2 separate regions of the Hordeum vulgare genome follow, and region 2 is linked to region 1. The links are chromatin contacts, called in public Hi-C maps. All regions are on one chromosome and are shown on one strand. The core of a region is the stretch at or near the end of the contact, and the rest is flanking DNA. Distances in the headings are between cores, read along the strand shown. Region 1 holds the start of LOC123444313 (NADP-dependent malic enzyme). Region 2 holds the start of LOC123444314 (ribose-phosphate pyrophosphokinase 3, chloroplastic-like).

Region 1 (5,232 bases), core at 14-2,513:
TTTCAGACCTGGAGCTCCTGGGATATGACTATTGGTGGCAAAAGGCCACGAAGGTAGTGTGTTTCGCGCTCCTTCTCTGTGAAGGCAAGCCCCTTGTTGTAGCGTGGATCCCTCAGCAAATTGTAACCGCTGCCACACACCAAACAAGTCAGAATTCCCATTTGAGCATATATATAGCCACTAATTTCGCCTTCCGTACGGATGAACATGCATTTCCATTGGTAAGTGACTCCAATTCTATCATGTCAGTTTTATGATATTAGGCGAAGTACTATTGTCTAGTGTCAACTACGACGTACTTAAGACCAAATCAGTTTGGCGACCTCAGGTATACAAAATCGAAACATATCACAGTTTCATATGAAAACACGAAGCATCATGTTTTAAAACCTTTTCCCTGTCAATTGTCGTCAGTAACCACCTAGTAGGATAAAAAACACCAGTAACTATTCCTTCAGCAGATTTTGTTAGGACTTGTCTATTTCTAAGTTGCATGACTTTTTATTTCACCCTAGTCATCTTTTGAAGCATCCGACCATCATACATAACTTTAAGAGTAAAATTGCAACTGCGCTTTTCTCTTCTGAAATTGCACACTTTCAAGTTCAATACTGCGATATTAGGTGACTGAAATTTCTGAAAAGTTGGCAACTGAGAATTGATTAAACTGTCCGAAATTCCGATAACCAGAAGACACAAAACGCCATAACCTCCTACTAAATCGTTTGTCTCAGGGAAGAAACAGAAACACCTACCTAGCGGATCAGAAAGCTTATCCTTAAAAATGAACCAAGCGAAGAAACCCTCCGACTCGGACGCTCACCTCGCGACGGAGACGGTCCACGGCGTGACGAGCTGCTCCTCGGTGGCGCGGTCCTCGCCGTAGGTGTCCTCGACGCCGCCGCCCACCGTGGCCGCGTCGTCCATGTCCAGCACGCACGGCGCCCCGCATCCCCGTATCTCCTTCATGGTGCTCTCCATCTCCCCCTTCGCCCCAGACTCCGCCGATGCCACGAACCCCCTCCTACCAGCGTGCCACCACCTCGCCGCCGCCGCCGCTAGCCCCCTCCGCGTTTCCCCGCACAGGTGGCACCCGCAGCAACCCCTCCGCGCACCGCTTGAGCTGCTCCCCTGGTATCGCCACTGCCACTGCCGCGCTAGTAGCTGGTGATGGAGCAATGGTGTATAATATCAAAGGTGGTGGTGCGGTTAGCCGGGAGCAAATATATTATCGTCGATCGACCCAAGGCAGCAATTAGGGGTGGACCGAAGGAGGGGGCGGGGGAGTGGGGGATTACCGGGAGGAAGCGGGCGCGCATGGCCGCTGCCGAGCGGGCCCCGCCGGCCACCGCCCTGACAGCGACGGCGAGGCGCCTCGCCCCGGCGGCGGAAGGGGTGGAGCGGGGAGGAGGGAAACAAGTGGAAGCTTGAAACGTGGTTGGTTTGCGTCTGCTTTGCCTCGCGCCGTTTGGTTGTGCCACGAATCGAGGTTTTCGGTAAATGATCCCTGCAAAAATGGGTTTTGGTAAATGATCTGCTTTTTTTTTTTTGGCTGTGAAATGATCTGATTTTACACTTTTTTTTTTTTATAAACTCAGCCGTTATGGTACTGTTTTTGGCACGTTTTCTGTTATTATTTTTAACACATTACAATCAAAACTACTCACATACACGAACATACAATCATTCTATAAACACACACATCTACATCCTACTTCATGCTTTCTATTGCTAGGATGGATAGGTTATGCTTTTTTTTAATAGAGGTTTAAGCTACAAGTAACGTGTTTTTGTATTTGTTTTTGATGAATCCACATTATCTGTAAAGCGAGTCTTACACAAGATCGAATAAAAGCACGAGTAGAAGCAAGCATTGATCAATTCAAGAAATTGGGAGATCTTGTTCAGAGCTATGGCTAGTTGGGCTAGGTTTGAGTAGTTGCTTTAGTTTTCTTATAGCGTGATGTGTACCGTGGTTGAGGTTGGAAGACCTTCTTCGAAGCTATGGTTGGATGTGCTAGGCGCGAGTATATTTGGCTATATCTCAGATCAGGCAGGACTCTTGGCTAGGCCAAAAAGATTTCGATGTCCGCAGGACAGGTTCAATCTCATCTTGACACGACAAATTTCTACATTTCCAAGACCCGAGTCTGGCCGAGGCAAAGTCCAAGAAAACGAAGCATGGCCGACGTCCTCACATAAGCAATAAAAAATTATGTCCAACAGAAGCAATAAAACAACAAAAACAACAAAACATATGCATATATATCACTTATCAGCGGTATAACTGCATTACAACACAAGTTTTACATCAAACAACAACAAATAGCAGTACTAAAAAGACAACAAAACAACAACAGAACATCGCTAGTTTTTGATAACACAATAACACAATTTTATAGGAAAAACAATAGCGCATCGACATCTAAATGTTCTAGTTCCGACGACAACATCTAAACGGTCAAGTTTCGACGAAGGCAAGTGCATGAATATTATTACGTCAACCAAAATAAAGACTAGTTGTTAGTTGGCTGCCATCTCGTCATGGCTTCTCCCAATCTTCTACTCTTCTCGTTGCTCTAGTCTAGCAACAACTCTACACGATGAGATGAACAGAAAGTTAGTTGTTAGTATATATAAGGTACAAATTGATAATTGACATGAACAAAAAAATAGAGATATTACATTCTCCATCTCAAGAAGATTAATCTTCATCATTATGTAGCGCAATCACTTCTCCTGTCTTTCTCTTATTATCCGTAACAATAGATTGGGTTAATAATCATTTGCAAGTAAAACATATAAATAAGAACGTGAAGCAAACAAGATTACCGTTCATACCTTCTTTTTCTATAGTTTTCAACGATCCCGCAAACACATTAAGGCCTCAAGAATCTTTGGTTTAAGTGAGCTTTGGTTCAGGGTTATAACCTTCTTACTCAAGCTAAAAGCAGATTCTGAAGCAACACTTGACATAGGAATTGCAAGGATATCACATGCCATTCTTGCTAGCTACGGATACCTATCTGGAGACTTACTCCAAAAAATTGAGATATTGACATTTTCATTTAACCTCTTCGCAGGTTCGGTCAAGAACAATTTCAATTCAGATTTCTCTTCAAGTGAGCCAGTGGTTTCCACATACTGATCATAGTCAGAAAAGGCACCAAGTCCACAAGTGCTTGAGGATCCACTTGTTGCTAAATTCTAATTGACATGTATGCCACTACCGTACCCATTCGATAAAGAAGTCGTTGTACTTTTAACAAGATTAATGCGTTAAAAGGCAAGTATGCATATGAAACTAACTCTATCAGGGAAAGCAAGAATAGTTTCCATCAATTCATTTTTCTGGCTAAGAAACATTGCCATTATCTCTCTTTTTATCATGTGTCACCAATAGACTTGAATTATGCACAACAAGCAGACATCATTGTTCTAAATCCATCTTCTTCAACTGTCGTAAATGGATGATGACCGAACACAAGATAAATATAGATTAAATTCCTAGCAACTTAAACATCAAATCTACCATTTTTTAATGCAGTTGTTCCATCATCATTTGTTTCAGATTTTAAGAGAAAGTTATTCATTGTCGCTTGATGGCTCTTATGCTTCTTTTTAGTATGCACATTTATACCTAGTATGAGGAGGATCCGCATGCACATCAACCCTTCTAATTCTTTGGGTGGTAATCTGGTTCATCACCCTCTGGCCCTTCTAATTCTCCTCTTCAACATGATCAAACTGCACCATACACACAACAGTACAACAACATATTACAAATGCATCATATGCAAACAATAGAAGATTTTTGTATACAACACATGTAATTTCTACAACACCATCGTGATGGGGACTGGGCCGCTCTTGTACTGCTCTGCTTCCCATCGGCCACACGTCCTCCCTCGCTATAAGAGACGCTCGGGGCGGGTTGGGCCTAATTTTGGGCTAAAATTGAATCCCGGGCCTAGCCGGAGTTGTTGTTCGGAGTGCATATTGAGGGCTAGGCCCGGCCTGGCCCAACTCAGAAATTATGGGTCGGGTCAGGCGGGCCATCTGGGCCGGGTTTTCCATGGCGAGATATAGGCGCGAGTAGTTAGGGCAACTCCAACGGGCCGACCTAAACGGACGTCGATTTTGTCCGTCTGGGTCGACCAGGCGGACACGAACGTCCGCTTCCGCAAATGGGTCGGCACATGTGTTCAACGTTGGTCGGACCCATTTTTGTGGCGTGCGAAAAAATATATAAAAGTGCATAATTAAACATTAAAAGCCGGCTACGAAGGCCCGCGAGAGTCCACACATCCGCATTACACTAATTAAACATAAAAAAACCTAAAACTACGAAGCACCCTAGGCGACGGCGTCGCCATCGTCGGAGCCGGTGAGGAGGCACCCTAGGCGACGACGTCGTCATCGTCGGAGCCGGTGAGGTCAACCAGCGTAGGCGCAGGGCCAGCCCAGGAGAACGCCGTGTTCCAGAGCGCAGCTGCCTGCGCCTCCGCCGTCTGTCCCGCCGGTGCGGGCTGTGCTGATGGCGGTGACAGCGCAACAGCAGGGGCACACTCCTCCTCCTCCAACTTCCGTCGTTCCTCCTCCACCTTCTTCTCCAGCTCCATCAGCCGAAGGCCTTCGGCGCGCTCTGCCCGTAGGTGATGCGTCCTCCAGTGCTCGAGGTAGGCTTGCTCCTGCTACGGTGTCGCGCCCATCCAGATGGGCGGCACACTAACAAACTCGTTGACGATGCCGGTCCACTGGTAGACCTCCCGCGGCTCCGTGGGCTCGGGCTTCGGCGAACGTGGCGAAGGTGGGACAACGCAGTTGCCGGCGGCTGACAGCGCGATGGCCTCCGCGAGCTGCTGCTGGTACGCCGCGTCCTCGTCGGCCTTTGCGCCGCGCTTCCTCCTTGTTGTCACGGAGAACAACTGCCAGCGCCGCCTGGTAGGCGGCCTCAGCCTCCTGGTCCTCGTCGGTGACGACATGCGGGGGCGGCGGAGGGCCTCCTCGCTACATGGCGTGCATGCCATGACGACGCTTCTCCTCGTGCTCCACCGCGAACCAGAGCTCCCAGTTGGGGGAGTCGGCCGCGTATGCAGGGTTTCGCCGCTGCTCCATCGTCAGCACACGCTGACGGCGGCTCACCTCCTCCGCATGCACCCATGCCGACCGCAGCACGGCCGACACCGGGATCCTCTCCGGATCCAGATGCCAGCCGTGCGGCATGGTGAC
Region 2 (5,442 bases), core at 1,506-4,005, 270 kb before region 1:
GGGTGACAGCTGAGAAAGAAACTAATTTGCTCATAATCATATTAATTGCCTCTGAATCTCTGATCCAGGAGCAATAAAGAAAAAAAAAACTCCCTCTGTTCACTTTTATAAGATATTTAAACAATTCAGACAGCGCCCAAAACAGTTCAATGTCAGCTGTCCAAAACGTTTTATAAAAAAGAACGGAGGAAGTAATAAAAATACTAAGGGAGACACTTTAGCATGCTAATATTATGAAGCTAATGACGGGTACATACCTCCATTATCAGGCTTAAATTTCTCCCATGATTTGTTGGGGAAAATGCCGTGCGTCACGTATGCACTAACTTTTGCTGCTCCATGAGCAGCCAGCACTTTCTGCACAGAAAACATGAGTATTAATTTACACTCTTGATGAATTATGGTAAAAAATACATAATTGAGAAATAAATTTATTAACCACAAGGACACATGAGTTGAAACTACAATTAATCACCACAATAGAAGGAGATTTTTAAGCCATAAACGAATTTCATTACCTGGCATTCAATCAAAGTACCACCAGACTGCACCAAGTCATCCACTATAACAACATGACGGCCTCTAGCATCTCCCTCTTTTATACGCACAATTCTTTGATCACCTTCTCTAACTTTGTTGCATATAATCTATTTCAAGACATTTTTGCGGAAACAAGCCATTATACAATTAATAGATAAGAATGACAATTCCTGTTGGTGTTTAGAGGTAATTGGACAGAGCATATTTACCATAGGAAAATGTTGAAGTTGCTTATAGAAGCGCTTCCATGCGCCATCATCTGGAAAAGCTATGGCTATCTGAAAGACATATTAAGGAGTGTATCAGAATGATACCATATAACACTGTCAATGAAAACTTGTTTTTCTTCATTTACTTGTGACTTGAGAATACTTACATTATCAGAATCAGGTAGCTCCTGTAACCTACTTTTCAACAAGGGGATGCCGCTCTCAAAACATGGTAAGATTGAGTCTCCAAAGTAGAATCTTTCCTGATGAATTGTTGCACACAAGTTTACACACATTAATTTTTTTTATTAAGGGAGCAGGTGAAGAAGTCAACTGGTTGATATGGACGAATTGCACTTACCTGCAAAGCATGAATATCAAAAATCACTAAACTGGTAGGTCCACCTCTGGAAATTGGTATGTGTGACAAGCTTCTAGCAAGTGTAAAGGCAGTTGCAACATCTCCTTCGTCTTCCATACGCTCGGAAGTCCCAGTTGGGAAAAATGGCAGTATCAAAGTAAATGAAGCAATGAACAGCTTTGGCAGATTATATATTATCGATATTTGCTCAAAAATGACACCAGGCGAGCTAAATGATGCTAAGAAAGCAACATGTCTCCCACGAATGTTCTGGGCATTTGGTATGAACAAATCTGGGAATCCATCGGGAAACTTCCTGAAAAATTGAGCAGAAGTTAACGTGAGAGAAGTTTGGTGTAGTTTTACTAGCATTAAATAAGTTGCTGCAGAGGCAAATTTAAAAGTATTCCGTAAGTCCATGTTCCTACCTACTCCTAAATTACGATGATCAGAACATTGCGATGATTTGCATTTTCAATTCTACGTCCCTTGATGATGCCCATGAGCAACCATGTACTTATATGCTACTAAATCAGTTTTAGTATCAGTTGGTAAATGGTACTTGATGATGCCCATGAGCAATCATGCAGTATATGCTACTAAATCAGTTTTAGTATCAGTTGCTACTAGATGGTAAGTCGGCAACATGCTTCTGTTGTCCCAAGTGCCTACTGAACAAAAGTCGGGTTAGATCCCCTCCATCAATTATCAATTGGGACGTCTTCAGAATGTTTCCGCCCACTTTGGACATTTTCCCCTAACATAATTTTTTCATCAATTTAGGGAAGAAATGTCATCCTGATGCACTCTGCAAGTTTAAACGAGCCCACGCCAACGTTAGCACATCCACCTATCTGCACTGAACCGCAGCAACCGAGACACTCCCCTCCGACAGATTGAAAGCTTGGGGCTCAAATTGTGTACCCAGAGAATCCAATATCCCGGACGCACCAAATAAAAAATTCAAACACCTTAATAACAAACAAGTAGAAAAACAAAGCAACTCAATCAATACTAGTAGGAGTGAAGAGGAGGCTCGATCGGGACCTCCAGGAGATGGTGCAGAGCTCGATGTCGTCGTTCCGGGCGGCCACCTGGCGGGCGAGATCCCCCATCTCCTCGCAGTGGTAGAGCAGGATGCTCTTCTGCGCCCCCGCGCCGCCGGCCATCTTCGGCACGGCCAGCGGCGTGACGTCGGGGTGCAGCACGTGGAGGCCGGTGCCGTTGCTGCGGACCCCGCCGAGGTGGAGGCTGGCGTGGAGCCTGCCGGAGGCGGAGGCGGAAGCCCCGGGGGAAGGCCACGGGAATGCGAGGCTGGGTTTCGGGCCTGGGTGCGCGGTCGGGGCTGGGGTTTTGGCGCGGAGGGCGGCGGGGGAGGCGGAGGCGGAGGCGGCCGTTGCCATCTTCGGTCTGCTTCGCCTGTCACGCGCGCCGGGAGGGGACGAGACTGGTTCTGATGTGGCAGGTGAGAAGCTGGGGAGGTGCGCCCGGTGCTTTATGTACTACGACGGCTGTTGGTTTACCGTGAGCGAGAAATGTCGCGGGGTTGGGCAGAGCGGCGTGGGCGCACCGGCGGCAGACGGTGGGTAGGTGCAGTCCAGGGCGGGCTCACGACTGGGGACGATGGCGTATGCCTGCCGGAGTGCCGGTGGGTGTGGTCATGGTCAGCCGATAAGGATCCGAAACGACGTTTCCTTGTCCTGACTTGTTTAGATCCGTGTCATCTTTGCTTCTTGTCCGTTTAAATCGAGCTTGGCGATCAAATTTCTTGTTAGGGCCGGACGTCTCAAATCCGTTTAAAACGCCGCGGTCGGTTAGTGACCGGTGAAAAACAGCGACCCATACGAGCCTTAAATCGGCCCGAGACACTCGACGGCTGACACCCCTTGTATCCACGTAAAATATGAATCTCTAATCTCTAGTCTCTAATAATAATAAAGATAAAGATAAAGATAATAATAAAGAGGCTATTGCTTTCGTCGGAAACCCACCGCGGTATTTTTATAAAAAAAATCTGTAATTTTTATTATTCAACCTGCGTTCCATCATTTATCTACAACGTAAAAGGAAAAAAACGATTCGCTGCAAAAATTATATCCGTACGCATCGCCTCCTCCCGTCGACACTGGGCCACCCTGGCCTGTGCCCAGGCCGCCGCCACACCACTCGCCGTCGCGGCCGACCACAACCGCCACCGTTGCCGATCTCAACCCACCCGTCTCTGCGACCGTATCTCTCCCCGCTCACTGCCCCCGTTGCGGCGCTCGAGCGCATCACGTCGACCCTGGTCCACCTTGGCCTGTGCCCAGGCTGCTGCCACACCACTCGCCGCCGCGGCCGACCTCAACCACCACTGTTGTCGATCTCAACCCACCCGCCTCCTCGGTCGTACCTCTGCCCGCTTGCTGCCCCCGTTTCGGCGCTCGAGCACAGCTTCTGGATCAAATCAACGCGACAGCTACATTGATTGGGGATGATGCGTCTGCTCGATGCATAACGACGGCGCCGCGGCGGAGCGAAGTACTTGCAGGTGGAGGCGAGCCTCCATGGCTCACATGGAGAACTCCGAGGTTATGGCGCGGCAACAGCGACTCCTTATGGCCAGATAGAGGCGCCTAACCCTTGCTCCCCTCATCGTATCCCCTCCTCCGGCAGGAACTCATCATCTGGTGAGATCCCCTCCCCATGCCTCCAACCCTGTGCCAAGAACCGACAAGAATATTTGTTTTGTGGGGATTTGTTTGCTGATGAATGAATGTATTGAATGTAAGATTGTATTGTTGTAGAGACAGAGAATGGAACACCACCTTCAGTTTGTCATCTGATCCCACATTCTCTACCCCATGAATGACATAAGATAACAGTCCATTGATCAATTCACGTAGCCTCTTTGTTTTGCTTTGCTTGTCCCGCTCAATTTCTCATCATGGTGGAATTAACAATGGACGGGTTGATTTCTCAACAAAATAGGATAGGACTGACTACATTAGTTAGTTAGCTTATTATTTTAATAAATCAAAATGATTATAAAAATACTAAAAGCGTGTGGTATTTTTTTTTCTCCCGTTGCAACGCACGGACCCTTTTGCTAGTAAATATAAGAGGCCTCGACATATCTGAATGCATTTGTCATATCGGACCCGACATATCTACTTCATCTTAAATTGCATCAAATATATTAAACTCTTCTCCTTCTTTTTCTTTTCTTTTTTCCTTTAATCTTTTCCGCGTCTGAGTCCTCATCGTCCATCAACCTTGCTCTCCATCCTTGTCGTCGATCCCCATCCACCATCCTAGATGTCGTCCAGCCCATCCCTAACAACCACGATAGAGGTTGTGTGTGCCTGTCCATCAGCTTCGTCCTGCAAGCCGGAGAACGTTGCCCGGAGTGACCGACGATGGAGGCAGCGAGAGAGGCAAGCGTTGGCGTCGCAGGGAGCGGATGCGAACATGGACGAGCCACTGTCTCTGATACGTCTTCAATGTATCTGCTTTTTCAAACACTTTTGCTCCTATTTTGGACTCTAGTTTGCATGATTTAAATGAAACTAATCCCGATTCACGTTGTTTTCATCAGAACTACCATGGTGTCGTTTTTGTGCAGAAATAAAAGTTCTCACAATTGGATGAAACTTTCTGGAGATTTTTTATGAAATATATAAAAAATAACGTTGTTTTCAGTAGAATTACCAAGGTGTCGTTTTTGTGCTGAAATAAAAGTTCTCAGAATTGGATGAAACTTTCTGAAGATCTTTTATGGAATATATAAAAAATACTGAAACAAAGATCCACCGGAGGGGGGCACCATTTGTCGCCAAGGTGCGCCCTCTTGTCTTATGGGGCCCATGTGGCTCTGCTGACCCTAATTCCAAGCCTATGTATTCCTATTCCCCGAGAAAAAATAAAAAGAAAAGTTTTATCGCATTTTACGAGACGAAGCCGTCGTCACCTCTTATTCTTTCTCAGGAGGGCTGATCTAGAATTCGTCTGGAGCTCTGAAGAGGGGGATTCGTCATCATCGTCATCACCAACCATTCTCCATCAACAATTCAATGATGCTCACCACCGGGAGTGAGTAATTTCTTGTAGGCTTCCTAGACAATGATGGGATTGGATAAGATTTATCATGTAATCGAGTTATTTTGATATGGCTTGGTCCCTTGTATCCAATATGTTTTGAGATTGATGTTGCTATGCTTAATGCTTGTTACTAGGGTCCAAGCATGATTTCAGATCTGAACCTATTATGTTCTCATGAATAGGAGAGTGTTTTGGATCCTATCTTTTAAATTATATGCATCTATTACATGTCATGATCCGCATACCCCAAGG

Evidence for each region. A called contact is a pair of places that touch in the nucleus more often than the background predicts.
Region 2: a contact with region 1 is called in a Hi-C map of seedling, with 4 times the contacts expected there. The contact joins the promoter of LOC123444314 here to the promoter of LOC123444313 in region 1. A contact is called at or near these places in 2 of 6 Hi-C or Micro-C datasets (leaf and seedling).

The regions. Positions count from the first base shown.
Region 1 is chr3H:467,598,020-467,603,251 of MorexV3_pseudomolecules_assembly, reverse strand. LOC123444313 (NADP-dependent malic enzyme) reads right to left here and starts at 1,263. Exons shown (of 19, transcript XM_045120998.1): 1 at 824-1,263; 2 at 9-129. The coding sequence starts at 981.
Region 2 is chr3H:467,864,661-467,870,102 of MorexV3_pseudomolecules_assembly, reverse strand. LOC123444314 (ribose-phosphate pyrophosphokinase 3, chloroplastic-like) reads right to left here and starts at 2,755. Exons shown (of 7, transcript XM_045120999.1): 1 at 2,158-2,755; 2 at 1,111-1,426; 3 at 917-1,012; 4 at 750-818; 5 at 519-647; 6 at 258-357. The coding sequence starts at 2,513.